Linked DNA regions of Hordeum vulgare: region 2 is linked to region 1. The links are chromatin contacts, called in public Hi-C maps. All regions are on one chromosome and are shown on one strand. The core of a region is the stretch at or near the end of the contact, and the rest is flanking DNA. Distances in the headings are between cores, read along the strand shown.

What was found. Hi-C and Micro-C count contacts between places; a contact is called where the count stands out from the background.
Region 2: a Hi-C map of leaf shows a contact between it and region 1, with 4 times the contacts expected there. The contact joins two enhancer-like sites. A contact is called at or near these places in 2 of 6 Hi-C or Micro-C datasets (leaf and seedling).

What each region holds. Positions count from the first base shown.
Region 1 is chr3H:492,772,741-492,778,819 of MorexV3_pseudomolecules_assembly, reverse strand. No RefSeq gene overlaps it. Among protein-coding and RNA genes, the nearest start is that of LOC123440269, 75 kb to the left of the region's middle. Within about 2 kb of position 3,344, at least 2 of the 3 cell types and tissues checked have open chromatin away from gene starts, as enhancers often do. A contact at or near this core is called in leaf, where this site is marked.
Region 2 is chr3H:493,177,840-493,183,359 of MorexV3_pseudomolecules_assembly, reverse strand. No RefSeq gene overlaps it. Among protein-coding and RNA genes, the nearest start is that of LOC123444442, 170 kb to the right of the region's middle. Within about 2 kb of position 2,524, at least 3 of the 3 cell types and tissues checked have open chromatin away from gene starts, as enhancers often do. A contact at or near this core is called in leaf, where this site is marked.

The sequences.
Region 1 (6,079 bases), core at 2,095-4,594:
CTTTATTGGCCAAATCAGAAGCAAAAAACATAGAGGTGCCCCCGATACGCCATTAGATGCATAGCGAAAATGTAAGGTGTAAATGTAGGAGTTGGGCAACCCAGCTATTGACCAAAGACAAAAATCAAACTTGATGCATATAAAGGTATAAGGTTTGAGTAAATCATCGACGACTCCTTGGAGTGCCTCGACGATCGTTATGTCGATCTATTATGCAGCCCCGACTTATTGATGTGGTCATTTAGTAGAGGCCAACATGGCTTTTATATCTCAGGATAATTGAATAGTTTTAGTGATCATGTTCATGTTGTGGTATCGGGAGGCTAATGGGTTGGTGAATTGCCAACTATCATGTGGTTGGTCGTGGTCAGTTGCCCCCCCCCCTTGCCAATGGTGATGGACGAGTGTGAAGGCATACAATATCGTTGTGTCTATCAAAGTGGAATCTGAGGCTTTTGAAGCCCGCGGTTGTCGATGGCGAGTTTGAAGGAGATGAATGTGAAGGTTTGGCTCGGCATGTAGTTTTGGGCATGAACAAGGATCTGATCCGGGTTCATTATCCGACCAGTGTAGCATGTGCCTAGCGGGTCACATGGCCATACTTACACCTTCAGTACCCTCGGTAGGGTGACAAACGCGGTCAAAATTACCAAAGCGGAGGTTAGATGAGGAATTAAGCAAGTTTTGATGTCGCCCCCTTAGAGGGGTAACATCTACATCCTACTAATGGTTTGTATTCATGATGGAATACTTGTGTGAGGATTACAATGTGGGATGGTGTATGACCACCAAGAGTTTGTTTCTACAAGAGTAGATCGATATGGCTAATCCCTAGCCTCGCCTTATATCGATGGCGGGGCTAGGGTTTATACACGAATCTAACCGGCCTCCATCAACAACCTTACTTGGCTTGCACTCTAGTCTAATCAACACGCTCCTTTCGGGCCTCCGACCTCCCTCCAATCATCGAGCTCCCTTAGGCAAGCCACCCCCGTTGTATTTCACCATGATCCACTATATCCTTCTCCATTCGATTTTTGGTATCCGATGAAGGCTGCAAAATTTTCTCCTTGATATTATCCTCGTTAACATCAACATGTGTATTTAAATTTTGATCTGTATAGCATCTTCATTGACCTCAGTAACTATATTTTGTTGTAATGATGTTATGTCCGGGATCAGGTTATGGATTGTTCTTCGCTGAGATCAACATTACTTGCGAATGAAATGACTTATTTGAAGCACGCCTTTGTCATTCAATAAACCTATCATCTCCTTATTTTCTTCTCAATACTAGACAAATGCTTCTAATGCGATATTTTAACACCTAAATGAAATTAGGACTTTACGATTTTGAAAATTAGAACGCTAACAATCTAATATAACATGACAAATACAAAATATCCATTTATAAGCCCGCGCTCATGTGCACCCTATGAACAACAAAATTAAAACTAATACTGAATTTTTTTGAAAACTTCCAAAGTCATTTTCATGGAACATGTTTGAGTGTGTGACGTTCATGCCAAATTTCAGCTCGTTTGGACATCCGAGTAACTTTGAACAAAAAATGAAATCTGTCCGGACAATACATGAATACTACATTGTTTTACATATCTCATATTTGTTTTTTTTTGCTGAGAGCTACTCAAATGTCAAAATGAGCTCAAATTTGGCATGAACCTGATGCATGAAACATCTGTCATGCAAACAAAATTCAAAATTTTATGAATGTTTCTAGTATTTTATTTGATTTTACTATTTATAGGGGTGTAGATGAGCTCGATAGCCAAATCGCACCGCCTAACAAATAATGATAATAACTTGATAAACAGATGGGGAGTTGAGGGGATGGATTATGGATGTACAATGTAGGTAGGCCTAGAAGCATCTATAGCCGGACCCCTCAAACCCTCCTTAAATGTTTGGGTAAGCCATCCGGTGACTGTCCGGTCACAAAAAATCGACCCACACGGACTCCCTAAACCGGCCTCAAACACTCACGCTGACTGGCACCCCTCATATCCAGCTCAAATATAGAGCGGATATGGGGGGTACGCCCGCCTCACTCTGTGGCCCACCACCAATCCCACCAGCACGTCATACCGGCCCAACGCGGACCCCACTAATAACCCCTAGACATTCGACAGTTCACTCTCCGTCCACTCCACTTCCCCTCCGCACACTCTGATTTGATGGCTGGCGACGGAAGCGACTCCGAAGGGTCGAACGTCGATGTGGAGGAGGTGGCCCTCCGTATTGCATTGCGCCGTTGTGAATAAAATTCAAAAACAGAAACAACATTTGAAATACGTAAACAAAATTTGAAAAGTAGACCATTTCTTGAAATTTGTGAGCAATTTTTGAAAACATAAACATTTTTTGAAATCCCAAACAATTTTGCAAAATGAGAACATTTCTTGAAATGTCCGAATTTATGTTTTAAAGTGCACACATTATTTGAATTTATGAACAGTTTATTTGAACAAGACTATTTTTAAAAAATTTAACATTTTTTGAAAGGACACACATTTTTTAAGTTTCCAAACAATTTTTGAAACATGAACTTTTAAAAAATAAAAGTATACAAGAAAAGTAAATAATGGAAATAGAAAAGTAAAAGAAAAGACACAAGCATGTTCTTGCTTTAATTTAAGAAATCGAACTTTTTTCAGTTTCCCGAACATTTTCTAATTTGTGAACAAAATAAAAAAATGCGAACTAGTGAACATATTTTGAAACACGTCATTTTCTGAATGTGTGAACAATTTTTGAAATACTGGAACAATTTTTTTGAAATTGTTAAACAGTTTTTGGAAAAAGTTGGAAACAACTAGTGAAACTTGGAAAAATTTTGAAACTCTCAAAAGAAAGAAAACGTGAATTTTTTTGCAATTTGCGAACAGTTTTTGAAAACAGGAGCATTTTTTATCGCACTTGAACATTATTTTAAAAAAATTGAAAATTTTGAACTAAGGCATTCCCATTTTTTATGAAAAACAGGAACATTTTTTAAATACCCCAATCATTTTTTGAAAATTACAACATTTTTTGAAGTTATGAATAGGTTTTTAAAAATAGAAATTATATCAAATTTAGAACATTTTTAGAAAATCAAGAATATTTTTTGAATTTTAAGAATAATTTTCGAACATGAAGTCATTTTGAAAAATGTAAAATAACCTCGAAAAAGAAAAATGAAAAACGAAGAAGCAAAAAAAATGAAGTGAAACCAAGAAAAAATAGAATAAAGGGAAAACCGACTAAATGGGCCTGGCCATCTCATCGCTAGGTCGCTCCCCTTGCATGAAGCCAGAGTATCTGACGGAAAGAGCGTCAAATAGGAAATTCCGCGCTAGGGAGCCGAACCGGTGTCCGCACTAATGCTAACGGCCCACGGCTGAAAGTTATGCCAGCTCATGTTCGTTTACTAGGTTCGTCCGCATCGGCCACTCAATCTGTCGCTCGCTTTGTCCATTGTTTTTTTATCGATTTGTTTTTCTGTTGTTGGTTTGATCTAATGCTTTTGAAAAAACAACTCACCACTCGCTGTTGAACAATGGCCATGACTTTCGGAAAAAGTGCATAGATTTAAATTCTTTTGAGAAAAATTTCACAAATTTCAACAAAATAGTAAATTTTGAAAGGTTAACGCATTTTAAAAGTCTGGATCTAAGAAGTTTGTGGATTTTAAAAATATCACAAATTTGAAAATATCTCACAAATTCACGAAGTTCATGGATTTGAAAAAATTTCATCAAATTGGAAAAAGTTCACAAATTCAAAACAAAAGTTCAATTATTTGAAAAAAAATTAACAATTTCGAAAAACTATTCACAAATTCTAAAAAGTTCAATAACTTTTAAAAAAGTACATAATTTCAAAAAACTCATGGATTTGAAACAAATTCATCAATTTTGAAAAAAGTTCAAGAATTCAAAAAAAGATCATCAAATTTAAAAAACAAATCATGGATTTGGTTAATAAAAGTTAACGAGTTTGGGAAATTTTCATCATTTTCAAAAAACGTTGTGGATTTGGAAAAAAGTCCATGTTTTTGAAAAAAGGGTCGAGAGATTTGAAGACAAGTTTTCGAATTTGATAATTTTCACAAATTTTTAAAGGTAAAAGGAGGAAAAATGAAAAAAAGGAAAAGAGAAGAAGAAAAATAAATAAATAAAACATACTAAAAATTGTCTAAAAGCTTCGAGAAGCTTCCCAAAACCGGTCAGGAAGCTTCTAGCAACTTCACTAAACGGAGGAGTGAGATTCCTTTCGTGCGTTCCGCTCGGCCAAACTATTTAGATCGAGCGAGGAGAAGGGATATGTGTTGCGTACTGAATGGCCTTTAAGAAGCGGTTAAGGCGTCGAATAGGATTCAACCCTTGTTCCACGCACAGCTACACAGATGGGACAATGGGCCACTTTTTTGGAAATGAGTATGGGCTTATGTGTACGAGCGTATGTAACACATAGGATTATGGGCTCCCCTCGGGCCTAGGCCCTAAGCGGTCGCCCCTCGTTCGAAGGTCTAGAGGTGGCACTTCTATATCATCCTTGGCAAGAGTTTGTCCCATTTCTTTATTGTGTGCGAATGTACTATTGATTGATTAAACAACAAAGCAGGACAGAAGATGATGAACCTAAAAACGTGGGTCAAAGGAATTCCATTATTATTTTTGCTATACAAGTACAAAAGAGAGAGGGGTAGAACCATAAATGTTGGCATCAAATAGGATGAGTATGCTATTGTCGTGTAGTGCACATCCGTATGGCTGGGAGTTAATGCACAAGTGACTTGTGGAGACAATGTGATCCAAGAAGCCGGAGGCATTCCAGTGGCGGCTCGACGTGAGATATGGACGTGTGCTAGTAGATGAAGGCGTCGTGTAGTCCGGATGCATGGAGATACAAGAACGACGATGCCTAGGATGGACATCTTGGTGCGTATTACTGCGCTATCGTAGCCGTGTCGAGTTGCATCACTTTGTTGACCAAGAGAGGCACGAGGAAACTCAGTGAGCAATAACTATGTGAGTAATCATCATTTTTATCCATTGCATCACATATATCCTTTTGATAATGGTTCTTTTGCATTATTTGGGCATCGCATAAACACAAGCACTTCACTTACGCGACCCGCATGCTCTTTCTCTCTCAAAAAGAAAATACAACGGACTTCTTTGGTTTTGCCCAACCTGCTGAGCCAATGCATGTGTAAGCCAAACAATTGGCGTAGCTTTTCTTCACCCACCTCTTGAGGTCTCGTTGGCAAGAAATTTAACTAGAGACTTGAGGGCAGCATGGACACGTGAAAAATATGGGCTTCGGTTTGTACACTGCTGAAGCACATAGTCAATGTCTGGCTGGGGTGCCGAATCGAACAGACTCAACATGCGTGCTCTGTCAAGCATCGAACAAGATGCTGATGACCCACAAGTATAGGGTATCAATCGTCGTCCTTTCGATATGTAATAGTGTCGAACCCAACGAGGAACAAAAGGAAAAGATAATCAGTTTCAGCAAGGTATTCTCTAGAAGTGTTGTGAGCAATGGTGATAGATAGTTTTGTAGCAAGATAATTCGTAACAAATGACACATAACAATAGTAAAAAAGTGTGTAGCAAGTTAGCCCGATCCTTTTTGTAGAAAACCATAGGCTTGAAAGTAATCTTAAATGAAGCAAATGCTCCCGAGGACACATGGGAATTTCCGCCTAGTCATGTTCTGCATGTTGAGTTAATTCGCGTTGGTTACTTTGATAATTTGATATCTTGGTGGACCAGTGCTAAGATGTTGTTCTTACTTAAACAAGCAACCCACTTATGATTACCACCCCCCTCACAAGCATATGCAACTACAAAATAAGAATTAAGAGAAATCTAATCATAGCATGAAACTTGTGGATCCAAATGAGTCCCTTATGAAATAATGCATAAAGTAGGGTTTAAGCTTCTGTCACTCTAGCAACCCACCATCTACTTATTACTCCACGATACCTTCCCTTAGGCCCATAACATGGTAAAGTTCCATGTAGTTGACGTTCACACGACACCACTAAGAGAAGCAACAACATACA
Region 2 (5,520 bases), core at 1,275-3,774, 410 kb before region 1:
ACATAGCAAATCTATTGAGAAATTTGAGAGATAGTTCGATATGGCTCTCGGAGTTTGCTCGAACCAACTCCCTCCTCAAAGCAACAAAGTAGTTGGCTTTCTTTTTTCACATTGTGAGACAAGAAACTCCTAGGCAGATGAATATTTTGTTTTCCTCACCACGACTATACAAAATCCCAGGCACAAACAACGATTAAAAATATCTCAAATGCATTACTAGTCGATTGTCCAAACCGTCGCCTCAAACCGCTCCTCTCGCGAAACCAAAGCGGAGGTGGCGGTGCTCCAGATGCATGGCGTCGGCGGGTGACTCTGCTGCTCCCCTTCCTCTCCGACTGTTATCTTGGCGCCTCGAGGGGGAGAGGAGCCCGGTTTCTCAGTCGGACGTTAGTAGTCTTAGGGTTTCTAGTTTTTTTGAGATTCCTCTATCGGTGTCATGGTGGGGCTCATGCCGATGGTCCTTCTAGGAATAATAGTCTTCTAGTCCTTGCTCCTGCTCGTTGGAGGTGTTGCTCGCACCAACGGGAGACTTGTGGATTCCAAGCTATCTGAGCCGCTTCGATCCACCATTGCGTCTTGGCATGATGGCGGGGATGGGCCGTTCTTGGAATCGAGTGGTGATGACTATTACAGATTTGCGGAAGACGGTGCAGAATCTGACCGCTTGTTGAAGGGGGGGTTGGTGTTGGCCATGGATCCGACGTTGAATAGGCTCGGATTCTTGTGCTTTTCTTCTCCAACGACGGAGAAGATCTTCGGTACAAGGTAATTGCAGGGAAGGTTGTATGCAACAGTATAACCGATTGTTCCTTCATTGTTTTTTGTTGCGTATATACGTTTTATCTTTGTATATTGTTACTTTTGTGAATACAAGTAATGTATAACTATGGATTGTGCTTTTATATGTTTTCTTTTTAGACTATCGTTGACAAACTAAATCCGAATGATTTAGAATCGGTGTGTTGTGTCGAATTTTTTAGTACCATTTTGTGAGGATAAAACAAGAGATTGTTGCACCTGATCAATGCCATCTAAATCAAGAAATTGATGCAACCTAAATCCTAACGCGGAATTGCAGATCCATATTGTCACATCAATTATCAAATAAACTAATGAAAGAGGGACTCACCACTAATTTTGTTGCGCATTGTCGTGGTCATCACGCGCAACGTGACAACTTCCACCATTGGTGTTGATCGGCTGTGACCTGCAAGGTGCGTCGCCACATGCCTTTTGCCCGCCGCCAAACATAGGCATAAGTAGTCATGTGCAATGGCAATGCCGAGGGAGTAACCTTCTAGATCCCCTCTCTTTTAACACATGACTATTGTTCAATAAATGTCGTCGAAGTTCAAAAAATATATATTCCTGTGTTGTGGGTCGGGGTGGTTGGCGTCCTCACGCCTATTCAGATGGAAAACCATAGTTGCCGCTCTTTGCTGCTGCTAGTCACGCAAACACACAGGATTTCAGAGCGAGCCATGGGATTTGGACCGGTCCCGCTAGCGTCTTTGAGTGATCCCGGTTTTAGGAACCTTCTAGAGGTTTTCAGCCACCTTTTTCCAGTTTTGAAAAACTTGTAGAAGGTTTCGTGAACCTTTTTTGTTTTGTTTTCATTTTTCTTTATTATTTTGTTCTTTTTCTCTCTCGATTTAAAAAATATTCTGGATTGTCAAAAAATGTTTTGGATTTTTAAAAATGTGTTTCGAGTTCAAAAATGCTTTTTTTTTAAAAAAAACTGGATTTTATAAAAACGTTGTGAACTTTTAGAAAATGTTTTGGATTTTCAAAAACGTTTTGGATTTTTGAAAAATGTTTGGCATTTTCAGAAATTGTACTTCAAATTCGGAAAATGTTTTCGATTTTCAAGAAAATGCTCAGGATCTTCAAAAAATATTTCGGATTTTCAAATAATATTCTGGATTTTCAAAAGTTGTTATTCAAATTCGAAGTTTTTTTTAATTCAAACATTTCTTTAAAAAAAAATATTATAACTTTGAAAAACCTTTTTGATTTTCAAAATTTATTCCCAGTTTTCAGAAAATGTTTGAGGTTTTCTAAATATGTTTTAAGTATGAGAATTTAGATTAATTTCTTGACTTAGATTGTGTTCAAACATTGTTTTTAAATGTTGAAAATTGTTCTTAAATTTTCAAAAAATGATCTTGCTTCTATAAAATGTTCCAAATTTCAAAAATAAAATCATTTTTCAAACATCATTGATAAATTGAAAAAATGTTCTGGATTTTCATAAAGTGTTCTTTAAATTCGAAAAACGTTTTTTCTTCAAATACAAAAAGAAAGAAAAATGGAGGAAAAAAGGAGCCAAAAAAGAAAATAAACAGAAGAGGAAAAAGGTAAAAGAAAATGAAAAGAAAAAAAGGAATCAAAGTTGGGCCAGCCGACTCGGGGTGCCCCCACTGTGCGGCTCGGAACTTCCTGCTGCACCGAGCAGGTAGGAGCTCCCTATTCGGATAGATGCAACTAAACAAACCGACGCACACCCATTACATCCCGGACTCAGCCCATTTACTTTTTTCAACCTTCAAAAAGTGAGGTTGTAAGTCAGGGAATTTCCTATTCGCCGCTCATTGTGGCAAATAGTCGCCGCTTCACACAGTGGGTGCGAGCGAGCGACTGGGTTTGAGCCGGCCCGTTCAAACTTTCACCGATTCCGGTTTTGGAAACCTTCTAAAGGTTTCCACTTGGTTTTTTCCTGTTTTAAGAAAACTTCTAAAAGGTTCACCGAAACTTTTTTATTTATTTTTTTTCTGTTTTTTCTGTTTCTGTTTTTGTTTCTTTTTTTTCTATTTCTGTTTCAACATTGTTCTGAATTTTCAAAAAATGTTCTGGAATTTGAAAAAATGTTTTAGGATTTGAAAAATGATCTATAGTTTGAAAAAATGTTCAAGATTTTGAAAAAACTTTCCGGAATTTGTAAAAATGTTCCAGAATTTGAAAAAATGTTCAAGATTTTGAAATAATGTTCCGAATATTGAAAAAATATGTTTCAGAATTTGAAAAATGTTCCGGAATTTGATTTTATTTTCAAGATTTTGAAAAAATGTTCCGAAATTTGTGAAAATGTTCTGGAATTTGAAAAAATGTTGCAGAATTTGAAAATCCAGATTTTGGAAAAATATTCCGGAATTTGTGAAAATGTTCCGGATTTTGAAAAAATATTCAGGAATTTGAAAAATGTTTCGGAATTTAAAACTAACCAAGTTTTTTAGGAAATGTTCCCGAATTTGTTAAAATGTTCCAGATTTTGTTAAAATATTATAGAATTTAATAAATGTTCCAGAATTTGAAAAAATGTTCCGGAATTTGAAAATTTTGCTCACATTTTCCTGTTCTTCAATATTTGTCCACAACTCTAAAATCGTTCCTGTTTTGAAAAATGATCTTTATTTCCCAAATTTAAAATATGTTCTTCATTTCTAAAACATGTCCGCTTTGTAAATGTTGTAGAAACAGAATTTTGCAGAACAATGTACTACCATTTGAAATAGTACAAGGAACAGCCAAATGTACAGTGAAAAGCGCTAAAGTAGTGAAACGGTAACAGGAACAGCCAAATGGTCAGTGAAATAGGAAAACAGTTAAACGGCCGGCGTGCAGAAACAGTGAAACGCGCAGCGCGGCCAGAAAGCTCGCCAAATTGGCTGTTTGTTCTGTGCAAAGCGATGGCTAGTTGACGCAAAACACGTCACATAGCAGCTCTCGTAAGTCAGAACCTCACCGTTTCCTTTCAAACTCAGTAACCAACTCAGAAGGCTAACCTGTTGTGCCTACTCAGGCCTAATGTTACGTGTTTAGGAAGATGTTTTAAAAATAAATCATTTTTTTAAGCACAGATATTTATTTCTACAGAAGAGACACCTAACTACACGTCTATCCTCGACAAATAAACACTCGTACCTAACAAAAACCGGTTTTATTTTTTAAGCACCTCACCTAATCGTCTTGCATTGTATAAGGCTTAATACTATTGTTGCTTTTTATTTTCCACCTTCCAAATCTTTTTATATTTTGCTTGGCTGGTCTTTCATATGTTTTTTACTCGGGTTTTTGTTTTATGTTTCTTTTTATATAATCATTTTATTTTATTTAAATATTAGCAAACCTATTCAAATTCAAAACTTTACTCAAATTCGTGTAAACATTTGATTTTTTTCGCAAACATTTTTCAGAATGGATGAATTTTGTTTTCATGTTGAAAATCCAGTGAACCGTTTTTCAGAATTGATGAACTTTTTCAAAATTGATGGACTTTTCTCAAATTTTTAAACTTTTTTATCATGATTTTTTTCAAATCTAGTGATCTTTCTTTGAATTCATGATTTTTTTAATTCAAAATCAATGAACTTTTTTAATGCCTGACTTTTTTCGTATCCGTCAATTTTGTCAAATGCGTGTACTTTTTAGTCAAAAGATGATTTTGTTCCCGATTCTGTGAAGCTTTGTTTTTCTGATATTTTCTCAAACTTGTTTTTTTACCTCAAATTTGTAAAAATACATTTAGTTTTTCAAATTTAATTTTTTAGAAAGTCAACGATGAGCTGTTTGACTGGTCAATGTTCTAGTGGTTGAACCACGCGATCAAGGGCGAGCGCTCGAGGTGAGTTTAGTTGGGTCGGCCCATAGCACGTGCGCTTGAGCGCGAGCTGAGTGCTCATGCCACAAGTGTGGTATAGGAGGTCTTGGGGGGTCATGGCGTTAGCTTAGCCCCTCCTTAAATATGTGGTTCACTTGGAGAAACAAAATTAAACCTTTTCTAGGACTTTATTTCTAGGGAGCTTCTTAATTACCCTTTAAAAAGGGTGCGCTACGCGATGAATCTTTGTAAAAGATCTGTTGTCTCGGTAGCCGTCAGATATGGCACAATCTAGCGATCGAGCAACATCCTTTATTTTGCAATAAAGATCTTGTTGCATAATTTTTTGTAACTCGGGTTGTGTTGTAGGAAAATCGTGTAAGTGGTGTTGTAGAACATTTTTCCGTATTCATTTTTTGTATGCAACAGTGGTGATGTCGAAAATGTTGCAATAAAGATCTACCCGTTGAAGAATGTTGCACGCAATTTTGTAGCGAAAATGATGTGCAGAAATTCAGTCGTTGTTGTCGATGCATGTCACAGAAGCACAAGCGTCATTCGCCGCCGTCATTTGAAACACCGCCAATGTTGCGAAAAGACACATCAAAAGACATTGTTGTAAAAAAGGCATTTGCACGTTCGAATACGAAAGCCATGGCCATGGCCATGGAGAAGCTCATTTGTGCCCGGGCCCTATGCGTCGTGCGTGTGTGCCCCAGCCAGAGCCACACCCCTAGCATACGCATGCACGCCCTTCATCTAGTCATGGTCATTGCAGGTGCGTACGCGTGACGAAGAAAGAAGATGCAATAAGTCTGTAAAAAAGAAGAGATAAGGTTCACTTCGCCACATATACACACGTAGCATAAAGAAGGTGGCAGCCGTGTAACACGCTTTTAATCAGTTGGACATAATCATTTCTC